2 separate regions of the Pan troglodytes genome follow, and region 1 is linked to region 2. Evidence: chromatin contacts called from public Hi-C data. All regions are on one chromosome and are shown on one strand. Each heading gives the region's core, a stretch centred on a gene start, on an enhancer-like site or on the middle of the called end of the contact. The rest is flanking DNA. Distances are from core to core; before and after follow the strand shown.

Region 1 (3,368 bases), core at 308-2,807, 190 kb after region 2:
AGATTGTGCCACCGCACTCCAGCGTGGACGACAGAGCAAGACTGTGTTGCAAAAAAAAAAAAAAAAGCAAGAAAGAAAGAAAAAAAGAAAGAAGGAAAGAGAAAGAAAGAAAAAGAAAGGGAAAGAGAGAAAGACAGAGAGAGAAAGGAAGGAAGGAAATGAGGCCAGGCTTGGTGGCTCACGCCTGTAATCCCAGCACTTTGGGAGGCCGAGGCGGGCGGATCAGGAGGTCAGGAGATCGAGACCATCCTGGCTAACATGGTGAAACCTCATCTCTACTAAACATACAAAAAATTAGCCGGGTGTGGTGGCGGGCGCCTGTAGTCCCAGCTACTCGGGAGGCTGAGGCAGGAGAATGGTGTGAACCCGGGAGGCGGAGCTTGCAGTGAGCTGAGATCACACCACTGCACTCCAGCCTGGGCGAAGGAGCGAGACTCCGTCTCAAAAAAAAAAAAAAAAAAAAAAAAGGAAAGAAAAGAAAGAAATGATCCACGGTGAAGAGAAAAGCCGGGGGAACCTCGTGTGCTGCTCCCCCTGGGGACGATGTCCGAGGTCCTCCCCACAAGGTATCCCCATCCTTCTGGTCCCTGCACCATGGATTAATGCAGGGTGAATCCTGCTGGCCCCTGGGGGGCAGATGTGAAAAATGGAGCTACACCATGAGCAGGCCTGCAGTCCCAGCGCTTCTGGAGGCTGAGGTGGGAGGATCACTTGAGCCCCAGAGGTCGAGGAGGCTGCAGTGAGCTATGATTGCACCACTGCACTCGAGCCTGGACGAAAGAGCAAGACCCTGTCTGTAATAAAACAAAAACAACACACACAAATCCCCACCTCACAGAAGGCCCTATGGCCCAGATTCTGAGTATTTTATTTTAATTTTTTTGTAGAGATGGGGTCTTGCCGTCTTCCCCAAGCTGGCCTTGAATTCCTGGGCTCAAGAGATGCTCCTATCTGGGTCTCTCAATGTGCCGGGATGGTAGGTGGGAGCCACTGTGCCCGGCCAGCCCTGACTCTGTTCATCAGAACCTGCCCTCAGTGAACAGTTTGGGAGGGGGCGTGTGATCCAGGCTCCACCAACCCAAGGCACCCTTGAGACTTGGCTGGAGTGAGGAAGAATTTTAGGAGGGGCCCACTGAGCCACTGGGTTGAGTGTGGGGTCCCTGGAAACACACCAGGGGAAGCTGGTGAGGAGAGAAGCCATCAGAGAAGAAAGGAGAAGCCAGAGGCAGACACTGGACATTGTTCAGGCACCTGGATCAAGCCACACCTGAAGGAGGACATTCCCTGAACTTTCCATATAACTTTCATGATTCAGTCTCCACCCAGTTTGTCTGGGTTTTCCTGTCCCTTGTAGTCAGTCTTCCCAGCTGCCTCTGCCCTGGCCTTTCCAACTTTCTATTCGTCAGGGTGTCAAGCCCCAGAGGCCACAGGGACAGAGACAAGGGTGTCAAGTGATCTTCCTACCCCCAACAGACCTTCTCTCTAATATAGAGGAGGAAAAGAAGGGAGGGTAGCAGGACAAGGAAGTGGGTTGTTTACACGCTGTGGCCTCCAGCTAGGATTGTGAAACACCCTGGGGAACTCTGGGTCTGGTGAAGTTGGGGCCGGGGTGGGTGCAGCCCCCCTCTCTGCCTCCTGCCCATCTGAGGGACTGCCCCCCACCAGGGCCAGCAGGCCGTCAGGCTCACAGAGGCCCGAGGGTCTCCCAGCGACTTGTCGACTCTGGTGTGAGTCTGGCAGGAGGTAACCCAGTCCCGCGGAGGGCGGAGGCTGGGCGGGCAGGTTCCCCTTTCCCCAGCTGGGCCGCTGCCCACCCGGCGGACAAGGCCCCTGGGAGCCTCCCGCCCCCTCCACCCTCATAAAAGCACCCCCAGGGCCCTGCCTGGGTCAGTGTCTCAGCCACAGCGGCTTCACCATGCACAGCTGGGAGCGCCTGGCAGTTCTGGTCCTCCTAGGAGCGGCCGCCTGCGGTGAGGAGGCCTGGGCCTGGGGTGAGGGACAGGGCTGTGTAGGGGCGTGGTGCTCCCCTCCGTCACACGGACGGTCCTCCAGCCCCTCCAGGTGGGCAGGAAGGGGGTGTCTCTCCTCACTAATGGAAGGCTCTGAACGCTGAAAAATTCTAGAAAATTCAGATTGGAAATCGGAACTTTCTGGAGTCAGCTTTTCTTGCAGACAGAGTCTGAACGTCTGCGTGGAAAACTTCATCTGCGTGGCTGACTTGGCTGGCCCAGGCACTGGTTGGGTCAGCCCCATTTCTCTTATGTCCAACTGGAAGGCACTGCGCCCAGGGTAGGGCGCTGGGATCTGCCCCCGGTCCCCAGCCCACTGTGGGTTCTGTACTCTGGGGCATTCCCGCCGGAGGGTATCTGAGTTTGCAACGCTGAGGGGCCCCAAGACGGAAACGGAATTCTTTTTTTTCTTTTTCTTTTTCTTTTTTTTTTTTTGATAGGGAGTCTCGCTCTGTCGTCCAGGCTGGAGTGCAGTGGTGCGATCTCGGCTCACTGCAAACTCCGACTCCCGGGTTCAAGCGATTCTCCTGCCTCAGCCTCCCGAATAGCTGAGATTATAGGCCACACCGACTAAATTTTGTATTTATTTATTTATTTTTTAAGTAGAGACGGGGTTTCACCATATTGGCCAGGCTGGTCTCGAACTCCTGACCTCGTGATCTGCACCCCCCCGCCCCACCCCCGCGTGGCTTCACAAAGTGCTGGGATTACAGGCGTGAGCCACCGCGCCCAGAGATGGGATTCTTGCGGGGAGCGGCCTGGGGGGTGAGAGCTGGGATCCCGTCAGGCAGCCTCGCCCGGGGGAGGAGTCCACCCCGCGGCCCTCACGCGCCCGCCCACCCACAGCGGCGCCGCCCCGTGGTCGGATCCTGGGCGGCAGAGAGGCCGAGGCGCACGCGCGGCCCTACATGGCGTCGGTGCAGCTGAACGGCGCGCACCTGTGCGGCGGCGTCCTGGTGGCGGAGCAGTGGGTGCTGAGCGCGGCGCACTGCCTGGAGGACGCGTGAGTGCCCGCGCCGCGCGGGGGAAGAGCCCGGGTGGGGTGGGGGGAGTCGGCTGGCACCGACCGCGGCCTCCGTCCCGTCCCCAGGGCCGGCGGGAAGGTGCAGGTTCTCCTGGGCGCGCACTCCCTGTCGCAGCCGGAGCCCTCCAAGCGCCTGTACGACGTGCTCCGCGCAGTGCCCCACCCGGACAGCCAGCCTGACACCATCGACCACGACCTCCTGCTGCTACAGGTCGGCCCCGTGTAGCGCAGTCCCTCCTGCGGCACTGGGATCCCCGGCCCACTCTCTCTCCACCCCGCCTACACCGCGCCCCGGGTCCAGCCTCGAACTCTCCTGCTGCGTGGGGACCCCGCCC
Region 2 (3,108 bases), core at 113-2,612:
GGCACAGATCTCACTCAGGCCAGAGAAGGGGCTGTGCCGTGGGGCTGCTGGACACGTCCGTTTCCACCTGCGGGGTGGGCAATGCCAGCACAGCGAGTGGCCAGACACAGGCATGCCCAGCAGACACCCAACCGCTCTCCACCACCTCAACCTTCTGTATTTTCCTGAAAGCATTTACCACTCCTTGAAGTTATAGATTAATTTGTCTCTGCATTTTATTGTCCAAACCAGGAGCTCGGTGAGGGTGTGATGGGGTCTGCCTTGGTCACCGTGGCACCCCAGCACCCCGCAGGGTCCCTCTGGCCAACAGAGATGTTCACTGATGCCCTAGAAGCAGGAACAGAGGGGCTCCCCTGCGCTCGCCAAGGGCGCCTGACAAATCTGGAAGCCCCCATGACAGAATCAGCTCCAGAGTAGGAAATGTGTCTGGCTGCACGAAAGCCCCCTCGGGCGCAGCGCCTCCAGGCCCACGCAGATGTCGCTGTCATACATTGTTGGAAACGCCTCTGCTGGAAACAGTGTTTGCTGAATCTTGGAGGGAGAGGAAAAAACCTAGTAAACATTCTTGTTGAGGTGACCTGGGGGAATGTCTGCAAAGGCTTGGAGGGCTGATGGGGCAGAGCTGCCCAGGGGCCCAGGACAAAGGCCAGGCGTGCGCGCGCGCGCGCGCACACACACACACACACACACACACACACACACGCAGTGGCCTCCCTGGGGGCCGTGGCTGGGCGAGGCCTGCTGTTGTCCGCAATGCTGGAAGGAGCTGTGTCTCTGGGTCTGTCCCGGCCGCACCCCGTTCTGTCCCACACCCAACCTCTCCCCACCCACAGGCCGGCTCCAGCGGCCAGGTGGACGGGTGCGCGGCCCGCGCTGTGAGCAGGGAACCATATCCAGCTGAGGTTTTGGGTGTGTGGGGCGGGTCGGGAACAAGGAGGCCGGGTTGGGGGGCTCAGACCACACTTGGACCATGAAAGTGACCACATGCAAATCACAGAAACGGGATGCAGGGATCCACAGACGTGCTCCTCGTGGGTCCCCGTTACCTCACCGCCACCCCTGAAACTGAAGACCCCCAAACCCACTTTGACTCCTGGAGACGGCCCCTCGATCCACCCATAAGGCTGCCACCACCTCGAACCCACACCCCTGTCCCGGTTCCGCCCTGGGTCCAGCCACATCTCCCCAAATGCATTCTCTGGCTCCGGAAAGGGACCCGGGCGCTCGCCCCCAACTGCCCCCCGCAGCGGCCGGGCCCGGCGCCTGCCCACCCCGCGCGGGACACGGCCTCGCCCCCGCCACTCCCGCGCCGCGCCCCGCCCCGCGCCCCGCCCCGCCCGCGGCCCGCGGGACCTTTATAGGGAGCGCCGGCCGCGCGCTGGGAAGTCGGTGCCGCGGCCGTCTCTGCGTTCGCCATGCGTCCCGGGGCGCCAGGGCCACTCTGGCCTCTGCCCTGGGGGGCCCTGGCTTGGGCCGTGGGCTTCGTGAGCTCCATGGGCTCGGGGAACCCCGCGCCCGGTGAGTGGGGCGGCCAGAGGGGCGGGCGGGGCGGGCCACCCACGTGGGGCTGCGCGGAATGCGGCCGGGGGGACGTCGGGGGGCGCGGCGGCGGCGGGGGCGAGGGCGGTGTCCGGCGCAAGCTGGAGCCGGGAAGGTCTGAAGGAGGGTCACCAAGAGGTCAGCAGAGCAGAGGTTTCTAATAACAATGACCGCTGACATTTATTGAGCGCTTAGTGTCTACCTCTCCCCTCCCTGAACCTGTGCCATCCCGATAGTGCTGGAGCTCTCATCTCCGTCTTCCAGATGGGGAAACTGAGGCTCAGGGTCACACAGCCTGTAGCAGGCAAAGCCAGGGTTCTAGCGACCGTCCGGGTCGGTCCTGGTGCCGAGAGGTAGTGCTGGGTGTCGGGAGCCAGGCCCTCCAGCTGGGGCTGAGAGCTTTCCCGGGTCCTGGGTAGACGGGGCATGGAGTCTCACACCTGGGACTTGCCGGGAGGCGCCAGGCAGGAGACGGTCCCACTCCTGGCCTCAGTTTCCCCTCCTATGATGGGTGCCAAGGTGCTGCGTTCCCCAAGCTGGTCCCTGGCAGTGTCTGTGAACCAGCAAGCGCTCTGGGATGGGGGCTGTGGCCATTCCTGCCCCCAGGGACGGGGGAAGAAACGGGGGGCTCTCTGGCTCCCCACCCCCCATCCCTGCAGCCCCACCCCACCCCAGCCCTGCGCCAAAGGGAGAGCAGAGCCCCCTCCCCGAAGGCCACGTCCCTGGGGAGACAGTGAGCTCATGCAAGGGGAATGTTCCCAAGTTGGAGTGAGTAAGAGGCGGGCCAGGCGGTGGGGGGGCTGCCAGGCGCGGGGCTCCACGTGCCCTCGCCCTCGGGTGCTGTCTAGACAGAGGGCAGAGGCGGGAGAAGCGGCTCCAGGGCCTGCTGACCCTGACATGCCCAGTGCCTGGTGTTTGGTGGTGTTTGAGGGGCTGGGCAGGGTGCCAGCCCCTGGCCTGGGGGCTTGGAGGGTACAGGAAGGGACCTCCTGGGGTGGGTGGGGGTTGGTGGTGAGGCTGTGGGGGGGGGGCACGTGGAGCTCAGAGGGGAGGAGACATCTCCAGGGTTCTGGAGCCAGGGTGGGGACACCCATGTGGTTTTCTGCCCCTTCTTCCTGGGTGGGGGTAGATCATCCCGTGCGTAACTACTCAGCACCACCTGCATGCATCTGTGGGTGGGCCAGAAGCTGGGTGTCAGGAGTGACCCAGGAGAGCACCCCGTTCCCTGGCCCGCAGGTGGTGTTTGCTGGCTCCAGCAGGGCCAGGAGGCCACCTGCAGCCTGGTGCTCCAGACTGATGTCACCCGGGCCGAGTGCTGTGCCTCTGGCAACATTGACACCGCCTGGTCCAACCTCACCCACCCGGGGAACAAGATCAACCTCCTCGGCTTCTTGGGCCTTGTCCACTGCCTTCCCTGCAAAGGTGAGACCTCAGGCCAGAAGCAGGGCAGACATCTCAGCTCAGGACCAGCCACAAACAGTCATGGTGGTCGAGGGCCGAACGTCCAGGGACTGAGCCCATCACAGGGGTATGTAGGAGGCTGCAGGGGGATCCCAGCCTCAGAGAGGG

The links. Hi-C and Micro-C count contacts between places; a contact is called where the count stands out from the background.
Region 1: a Hi-C map of stem cell-derived neural progenitor cells shows a contact between it and region 2, with 1.9 times the contacts expected there. The contact joins the promoter of CFD here to the promoter of FSTL3 in region 2. A contact is called at or near these places in 1 of 7 Hi-C or Micro-C datasets (stem cell-derived neural progenitor cells) and 1 of 1 datasets of contacts at active chromatin or transcription factors (stem cell-derived excitatory neurons).

The regions. Positions count from the first base shown.
Region 1 is chr20:3,143,536-3,146,903 of NHGRI_mPanTro3-v2.0_pri, forward strand. It overlaps CFD (complement factor D), which reads left to right and starts at 1,558. Exons shown (of 5, transcript XM_054673893.1): 1 at 1,558-1,970; 2 at 2,856-3,012; 3 at 3,100-3,244. The coding sequence starts at 1,916.
Region 2 is chr20:2,955,541-2,958,648 of NHGRI_mPanTro3-v2.0_pri, forward strand. FSTL3 (follistatin like 3) reads left to right here and starts at 1,363. Exons shown (of 6, transcript XM_054674184.1): 1 at 1,363-1,518; 2 at 2,776-2,961. The coding sequence starts at 1,416. LOC104003221 (a long non-coding RNA gene) reads right to left here. Exons shown (of 2, transcript XR_675787.2): 2 at 191-531.